2 separate regions of the Anas platyrhynchos genome follow, and region 1 is linked to region 2. Evidence: chromatin contacts called from public Hi-C data. All regions are on one chromosome and are shown on one strand. Each heading gives the region's core, a stretch centred on a gene start, on an enhancer-like site or on the middle of the called end of the contact. The rest is flanking DNA. Distances are from core to core; before and after follow the strand shown.

What was found. A called contact is a pair of places that touch in the nucleus more often than the background predicts.
Region 1: a contact with region 2 is called in a Hi-C map of subcutaneous adipose tissue, with 2.5 times the contacts expected there. The contact joins the enhancer-like site here to the promoter of LOC106016377 in region 2. A contact is called at or near these places in 2 of 8 Hi-C or Micro-C datasets (skeletal muscle and subcutaneous adipose tissue).

Annotation. Positions count from the first base shown.
Region 1 is chr5:3,419,782-3,423,634 of IASCAAS_PekinDuck_T2T, forward strand. The region is part of intron 13 of TXNDC16 (thioredoxin domain containing 16); the gene reads right to left. Among named protein-coding and RNA genes, the nearest start is that of TXNDC16, 18 kb to the right of the region's middle. Within about 2 kb of position 1,625, at least 1 of the 8 cell types and tissues checked has an H3K27ac peak or open chromatin away from gene starts, as enhancers often do. A contact at or near this core is called in subcutaneous adipose tissue, where this site is marked.
Region 2 is chr5:3,378,690-3,382,687 of IASCAAS_PekinDuck_T2T, forward strand. It overlaps LOC106016377 (prostaglandin D2 receptor), which reads left to right and starts at 1,402. Exons shown (of 2, transcript XM_027458859.3): 1 at 1,402-2,376; 2 at 3,470-3,998. The coding sequence starts at 1,525. The coding sequence ends at 3,739. It overlaps LOC140002556 (a long non-coding RNA gene), which reads left to right. Exons shown (of 2, transcript XR_011809390.1): 2 at 1-312.

The sequences.
Region 1 (3,853 bases), core at 375-2,874, 41 kb after region 2:
TAAAAGCAACAAATCACTGAAGGCTACAGGGAACAATGCAGGATATGCAGAAAAAATCAAGAATCCTTTAAGCAGCTAATCCTTTGGAGGGCAGGACTGGCATTATCAACAGCTCACATGGAGAGCTGGCCCAAAGGTTATGAGATGAAAAAGAAATGTTATGTGTGAAGTGCTGCACTTCACGAGGAGGAATCCAGTACAGAATGGGGAATAACCAGCCAAAAGTTTCCTGAGTGTTACAATTTCTCTGTACGTAGCTCATAGATAATACACACAACCTGGGAACTTCCCTCCAGACCTCTTCATTGCCAGCTACTGCAGAGACTTCCACGTCCCCCAGTACCACAGGGGATCTGGTTTCTCCTTCCCTCATTTCCTATACTGATGTTTCCTTGGTGTTAGTCTTTTCCAGCCTGGGGGCCTAGGAATCCATAACAGACTCCTAAATCCTTGCTTCAGATTCAGGTTCCATGAAGGGAGAGTGTCTAAAAGAGGGTTATGAAGATGGTGAAGGGTCTGGAGGGCAAAATGTGTGAGGAGCAGCTGAGGTCCCTTGGTTTGTTCAGCCCCAAGCAGAGCAGGCCGAGGGGAGGCCTCATGGCGGCCTGCAGCTCCCTCACGAGGGGAGCGGAAGGGCAGGCGCTGAGCTCTGCTCTCTGGGGACAGCGACAGGACCCAAGGGGACGGCTTGGAGCTGGGACAGGGGAGGGTCAGGCTGGGGGTTAGGGACAGGTTCTGCACCCAGAGGTGGTTGGGCACTGGGACAGGGCCTCCCCGAGGCCATGGCCACAGCACTGAGCCTGCCAGAATCCAAGAAGCATTTGGACACCGCTCTCAGATGTAGGGTTTGGTTTTTGGGTGGTGCTGTGTGGAGCCAGGAGTTGGACTTGATGATTCTCATGAGTCCCTTCTAGTCCAGGATATTCTATGAATATGTGCTGCATGAGTCTGTGTTGCTAAATCACCCAGGTGATGTTCATACCTTTGAACTACAACTTCACACCCCTGTCTTTGAAAGTCATTGGCCAAGAAGACTCCATGAGCACAGAAGAGGGAAACAGAATTGTTTTTCAGCTCAGTTTTTCAGAATATTACTCTTCTTTCACATTGGTTTCTCCCATCTAGAACTTTTCAAAACAGTCCACTGACACACCTAAGAAATGCAACCACTCTGTCTCACCTTCACAACCTCTTTTACAGTCCTAGGGGTGCTCCTTCCATAAATTCACATCTTCTATAAGAAAACAAGAGCTGCCGTTAGCCCCAGTGGCAGAGAGAACTGAAAGCTCTTGACGCAAGAGCAGAAAATGTGCTCTGTTCAGCAAGACCGAGATGATTCTCCTGATCTCCTCTTAGATCAGATCTCTTAACAAAGGGAAACCACTTTGGGGGGCCACTTAAACTTTATCTGGTGATGATCTACTGCTGATCATCTGTTACTGGGTGATTCATGGGGTCATCCCGGTTTCCAGCCTCCTCCATTCTCTTGTTCTGTATCTCCTATGGCCTATTTTCACTGCCATTTTGCACAGAAAGTTGGCATCGAGTGGGACCTGTATTGCATCTCCAAACGTGCTTTTAGTGTGGGTGACTCATGCCTCAGACAGCAGATCTTGGCTTCTGAATCTTTAGGAAGTTAGCTCCACCCCAAACGGCAGACACAGGAATACCAGCACTTTTGGGGGAGCTGACAGACTGCACCAAAGACATAATCCATGTTTTAAGTCTTACATAGCTCAAGCTCTTCTTCCTGATCCAGACTTCTGCCCCTTGCACCAGTTTACTTTCCCAGCTACCCTGCCTCACTCTGTTCTTACTACCAAGCCCTGCTCTGGATCCCCTGACACTGACTCCTACTTGGGAGTTCACAGATTCACTGATTTTCATCTGGAAACTCAGTTTAAGCCATGCCCCCTGGACTAGAACATTCACAGTCGATATGGCTCATGCTCTCAGCCTGATCTGCTATAACCTTTGGCGTCTTTAAGCTCTTGACTCCAGACCACCCTAATTACCAGGTCTGAGACACCCTCATCCTGGCCATAACAGAGAACCTGGGGACCTCCATCCTTCTAGGTCTTCCAGCTCCACTGACAGACCTGCCTGTGACCAAGTCTTCCCCAGCAGCAGAGACAAAGATGTAACTTGCAGGAAACTCACTACATTTCTCTCCAGCTCCACAAAAGCAGCCATTCTCCATCTTCTCCAAGGTTACAGCAGGAAAAACAGGCGGGAGTCATTTCATGATTCCAGTTTGGCCTGGGATTCTTCAGTGGGACCTCACTGATCGCAGAGGAAAGGCCCTGACCTCAATCAGTTCATAATCTCTGTTGAGAATCTGCCTATGGCTGCGTCCATGTACTGAGATTGTTATCAAATTATTAAAGAAACACATGGTGAAAGCTTAGCCTCACACAGCCAGCCAAGTTTTGATCATTGGTTCAGGAAGAGGCAGGGTTTCATCCACTGACTCTCCCAGCTTGCTACTTCAGCTGGTCTAACAGCTGTAGAGTCTGAAAGAAACCCCAAAGAATCAATAACCATGACTTCTCTACCAATGATAACTCTCCCTGACCTTTCCTGTTTATTCCCAGGATGTCAGTTCAGATAAAAGGTGCCAGGAAAACTATGAATGCAGAACTGTTTTCATCCAAACCACAGCGCTGTCCTCAGTGTTCCCAGGAGGGTGTCTTGTAAGCAACTCCCAGTGCATCCGCTTCCCAGAAAACTGCCTGAGTCCTTTGCACACCCTATACATTTTCTCTCTGCTGAGAGCTGTTTGAATCCTGCTTGCAATTGGCAGGACAAGGTGCTCAGTCCCAGAGGAGTGAGAAATAAGGATGAGAAATAAGCCTTGATGAAGAATGAAAACACACAGAAGGCACCAGCTACTGAAATGAGTTGGGGAGTGAAGTCACCTGGGTATAACCCTGTAAGTCAGGGGCAGACACAGGTATCTTTAGAAGAGATTCAGCCCATATAAGCCTGATAGTGCAGAAGAACCCCCCCATATACTGTTGACTATAGAGGGGGACAGGGCTGAAGCCCTGAATGAAGCTGAACTGGCGCTTAACACTGCTCAGGAAATACCACACACCTGAAGCACCAATCCCTCCTGCCTTTATTAGCAGACTGCCTGATGTGCGTTGTCTTTAAATGTTACCGATTCTTCGCTGTCATGTATTATTTATGGAATCTGTGGCTGCCTGTGAGACTTCCCATGTAATTAAGCCCGTCTACAGGCCCTGAAGGCATCATCGCTTTAAATTCTTTCTCTGACACCATTCTGCTCCCCCTCTGGATCTGGGCCTGCCCACACCTGTCTGTTATGCCTTCTACCAAAGCCTGGTTACTGCTCTGCTCCAGATCAAGTGCTTATGTGGTGACTTCCAAGTGCAGGAGACCTGATGTAGCCCCCTTGTACACCAATTTGGCTCTCAAGCCTCATGCTGTGCAGCAAGCAGTGCGTCTTCTTGCTCCTTACAGGTCACCAACAGGATCCTGTTTTTGGGATGCAGGCCAGGGTGCCTGCTGTTTGTCCCTCTACCTCCAAAGCCCATGCTCACTGCTTCTGATGTTCTGTCCTGTCTCCTCATGATATTGGGCATTTATCGTGCAATCACTGAACCCATCAACACCACAATCTCAGCTGAAAGGCAGCTTGGGCAGCTGGTGTGTACAAATTTACACCTAAAGCAGAAGGTGACTGTGTAAGGTTGTACTGCCAGTCCCATGACTTTATGCAGGCACAAAGGGACTGCAAAGATCCCTAATTAAGACACAAATCCTCTTCCTAAACAACTTAATGTGGGTATGCCTTTCTTAAAAGTTTAGGAACTGAAAATGAGTATAT
Region 2 (3,998 bases), core at 152-2,651:
AACGCTCGCCGTGTTTGCGCCGAGCCCTAACGAGGGCAGCACTTCAACACCCACACGTGCAAAAAAAAAAAAAACGCCGAGCGGCGCCCAGGCTCACCTTCATTTCTCCCTGAAATTTCTCCCTCGGCGCCCTCCCTGCCGGAGGGGGGCTTGGATGCGACCCGAAAAAATCCAGCCCATCGCCAAAACGCGCCGGAGCGGGTGCCTGTGCCGGGCACCGAGCGCCTTTCCCACCCCTCCTGTCATCTTGATACTTTCCTGCACTTCTCCTACGCTCAGCTCGAGTAGCAAAAAAAGGGGCCCGAAAGCAGACGGCCGTGGTTTCGTGCTTATTCATCATCACATGTATCCTGCGAGCTGCGGTATGCGCGAGGCAGCTGGAGGGGGCCGCTGCTCTTCCTGGAAGAGGCGCTGGGGGCTTCACCCAAAGCTCGCCCCAGGGCTCTGCCGCGGGTACAGGGGGGCTGGGAACCTTCCCCGGGGGCTCGGCAGTGGCATCACCCCACGGTGGGCTTGTGGGGTGCTGTAGGAGCAGTGGGGTGCTGTGGGGGTGATGATGGGGGGCAGGTAGGAGTGATGGGGGGCAGGCGGAGCCCTGCAGAAATTGGCCTCGTGGGGGATTTTGCCCGTTCCTGGCCTGTTTTACACCAGCCCGACACCAGCCCTCTACCCCGTAGTCCCCTCCAAGGACTTGGTCCCAACCCCATCACCTACCCCTGCAGTGGGGGCACAGCCCTGATCACCCCAAGGGCTGGACCCCTGACCCCCTGGGGGCTCAGCCACTTCCCAACCCTGGGACCCCCCCCAAGGGGCTCATCCCCGACCCCTACCCACATCCCTAATCCCCCCAGGAGCTCATCCCCAGCCCCTACCCAAACACGAGCTCCACCAGAAGCCCATCCCTGACCCCTTCCCACCCCCTCAGCCCCCCCAGAAGCTCTCCCCTCTACTTACCCACACCTCCAGACCCCCAGGAGCTCATCCCCGACCCCTACCCTCACCTTCAACCCCCCCAGGAGCTCATCCCCCCATACCCTCACCCCCCTCAGCCCCCCCAGGGGCTCACCCCCGACCCCTTCCCACCCCCCCAGCCCCCCGAGAGCTAATCACCCCCTTACCTGCACCCCCAGAACCTCACCCCCCACCCCTTTAGCCCCCCCAGGAGCTCACCCCCGACCCCTTCCCACCCCCCAACCCCCCCAGAAACCAACTCCCCCCACCCCCCCACCCCCCTACCCCCCCATCCCCCCACCCCCGCCCCCTTCGCACCCCCCCAGCGGACCTCCCCCCACCCCCCCTCCAATTTCCCCTCCACCCCCCATTTCCCCTCCGTGCCCCCCCCAGCCCCTAACCCCGGGGGCGGGCAGGAGCCGCCCCGGGGGCCGCCCCGAGCCTCTCCGCGCCGCCTCCCCCGTGCCTCCCACCCCGCGCCGGGGCCGGGCCAGTCGGCGGCGGCGAGGAAGAAGAAGAAAGAAGAAGAGGAGGAGGAGGAGGAGGAGGAGGAAGGGCGAGGGCGGCTGCCCGATGGCGAGCGAAGGCTACCGGTGCCGGGGAAGCCGTTTCATCGAGAGCGGGCAGTCGGCGGTGCCCAGCTCGGTGCTTTTTGGGGCTGGCCTTTTGGGTAACGTGCTCGCCCTGCTGCTGCTTGGCCAGCACCGCCGGCGCTCCCGCTCGCCCGGCGGTCGCCCCCCGAGGGTTTCGGCTTTCTACGTGCTGGTGAGCGGGCTGGCGGTCACCGATCTGCTGGGCAAGTGCCTGCTCAGCCCCATGGTTTTGGCCGCTTACGCTTACAACCGCAGCCTGAGCGAATTGGGCTCCCCCGGGGGGCGAGGCGAGGGCGAGCCGGGGGCTCTGTGCCAGCTTTTCGCCTTCCTCATGGCTTTCTTCGGGCTGGCCCCCACCCTCCTGCTGCTCGCCATGGCCCTGGAGTGCTGGTTGTCTCTTGGCCACCCTTATTTTTACCGCCGCCACCTTACCCGACGGCTGGGCGCAGCGCTGGCACCGGCCGCGGCGGGGCTTTGCGCGCTCTTCTGCGCGCTCCCGCTGCTGGGTTTTGGGGTCCCCATGCAGTACTGCCCCGGCACTTGGTGTTTTATCCGGATGGCCGGCGGGGGGGTCGGCCAGCTGGGCTTCCCCGTGCTTTACGCCAGCCTGATGGGGGTGCTGGTGTTGGCCATCGGGGCTTGCAACGTGAGCAGCATGCGGCACCTCTACGGCATGGCCCGCAGGCAGCCCCCCCGGGGGGCAGCGGCCACCCCCCCGGCTGCTGCTGTTGCCACCACCGCCGCCAGCCCCCCCCGCATGGAGGAGCTCGACCACCTCGTCCTGCTGGGGCTCATGACCGTGCTCTTCACCGTCTGCTCGCTGCCGCTCATCGTGAGTACAAAGACCCCCCCCCTTCATCACCACCACCCCCCCTCCCTCCTCCCAGACCCCTTGTTGCCCCCCCCCAGCAGTGAAATCCACCCCCGAACACCTCGCTCCGGTCCTCTCCAAGTACCCCCCCCCCATCACCACCCCACCCCTTATTGCTTTACCCCCCCCCCCTTAGGATATTCCCCCCCATAACCATCCATCCGGGGGGGTGGGTTATTGTGTTTCACCCCCCCCTTGTCCCACGGGTTGGTTTGAAACCCCACGAACCCCCCCCCATCGCCACCACCATGTTCCAGAGGGTGTCGGGGGGGTTAGGTCGTTGCTTTGCCCCCCCCTCAATATCCCCCACCCCATCCCGTGGGTCTGGGGATCGCTGTACCCGCCCTGGAAGGACGCCCCCATCGCCACCACCCCGTCCTGGAGGTGTCGGGGGGGTCGGGTCGTTGCTTTAAGCCTTTTAATTAACCCCCCCCCCTCATCATCCCCCCATCCCGGAGGTGTCAGGGGTCTCAGGTCATTGCCTTAATCCCTTTAATTAACCCCCCCATAACTCCCTCCCCATCCCGGAGGGGTCAGGGGGCTCGGGTCATTGCTTTAATTCCTTTAATTAACCCCCCCCATCACCACCCCCCCATCCCGGAGGTGGCAGTGGCCCGGGGTCATTGCCTTAATCCCTTTAATTACCCCCCCACCCCCTCCATGGGCAGTGGGGTCAGTGCTTTAGTCCCCTTTTCACCCCCCCCCCCCCATCACCACCACCTCATCCCAGGGGTTCAGAGGGGGGGTCACTTCATTGATTTAACCCCTTGAACCCTCTCCCTGCCCACTCCCAGGGGTGTTAAACCTTTCAGTAACCCCCCCTAAACCCCCCCCCCATGCTCATCCCATCCCAGAGGTGCTGGGTCCCTTGGAACCTCACCAGATCTCTTGACCCGGGAAAAACCCTCCCCAAAACCCTCCCCAAAATCCTTCCCCAAAATCCACCCTGGGGTTGGGAACCCCGCAGATGGGTCGGGTGGGAACCCTCCTCGCCCCCCCCCCCCGAACCTCTCAGCCCCCCCACGGCCTCGCTGAAGCCTCCTGTTTCGGACAGATCCGTGCGTACATGGGGGCGTTCGCGGCCGACTTCAACGAGAACGCCGACCTCAGCGCCCTGCGCTTCCTCTCCGTCAACTCCATCGTCGACCCCTGGGTCTTCATCATCTTCCGCACCTCCGTCTTCCGCATGTTCGTCCGCAGGCTCTGCCGCCGCCTGGGCTCCCGCAGGGCCACCACCCTCAAAGGACCGGGGCCGGAGGGGGACGCTCGTTTTTGCCCCCTGGGTTGGCGCAGGACGGACGCCCCGCAGCTCGTCTTCCCCTGAGCGCGGCGGGGGCCCGCGGGAGCCGGTGAAGATGAGGAGCGAGCCTTCGGCCCCGAGCGGCGCGGGGAAGACGGCGCCCTGGGCGGTGGCACGGGGTGGGCAAGTGGAGTTTCTGCCCCGTTTTGGCTCTGGGGATGCGTGCCGCCCGCCGGAGGAAGCGGGGGGCCGGGGGGGGATCCCTCCGGGGACCTGCGGATTTTGCAGCGCTCGGCGGAGAGGTCGGGGAGCGCACGGCTGCGGGGTTTGGTGCGGGGTGCCA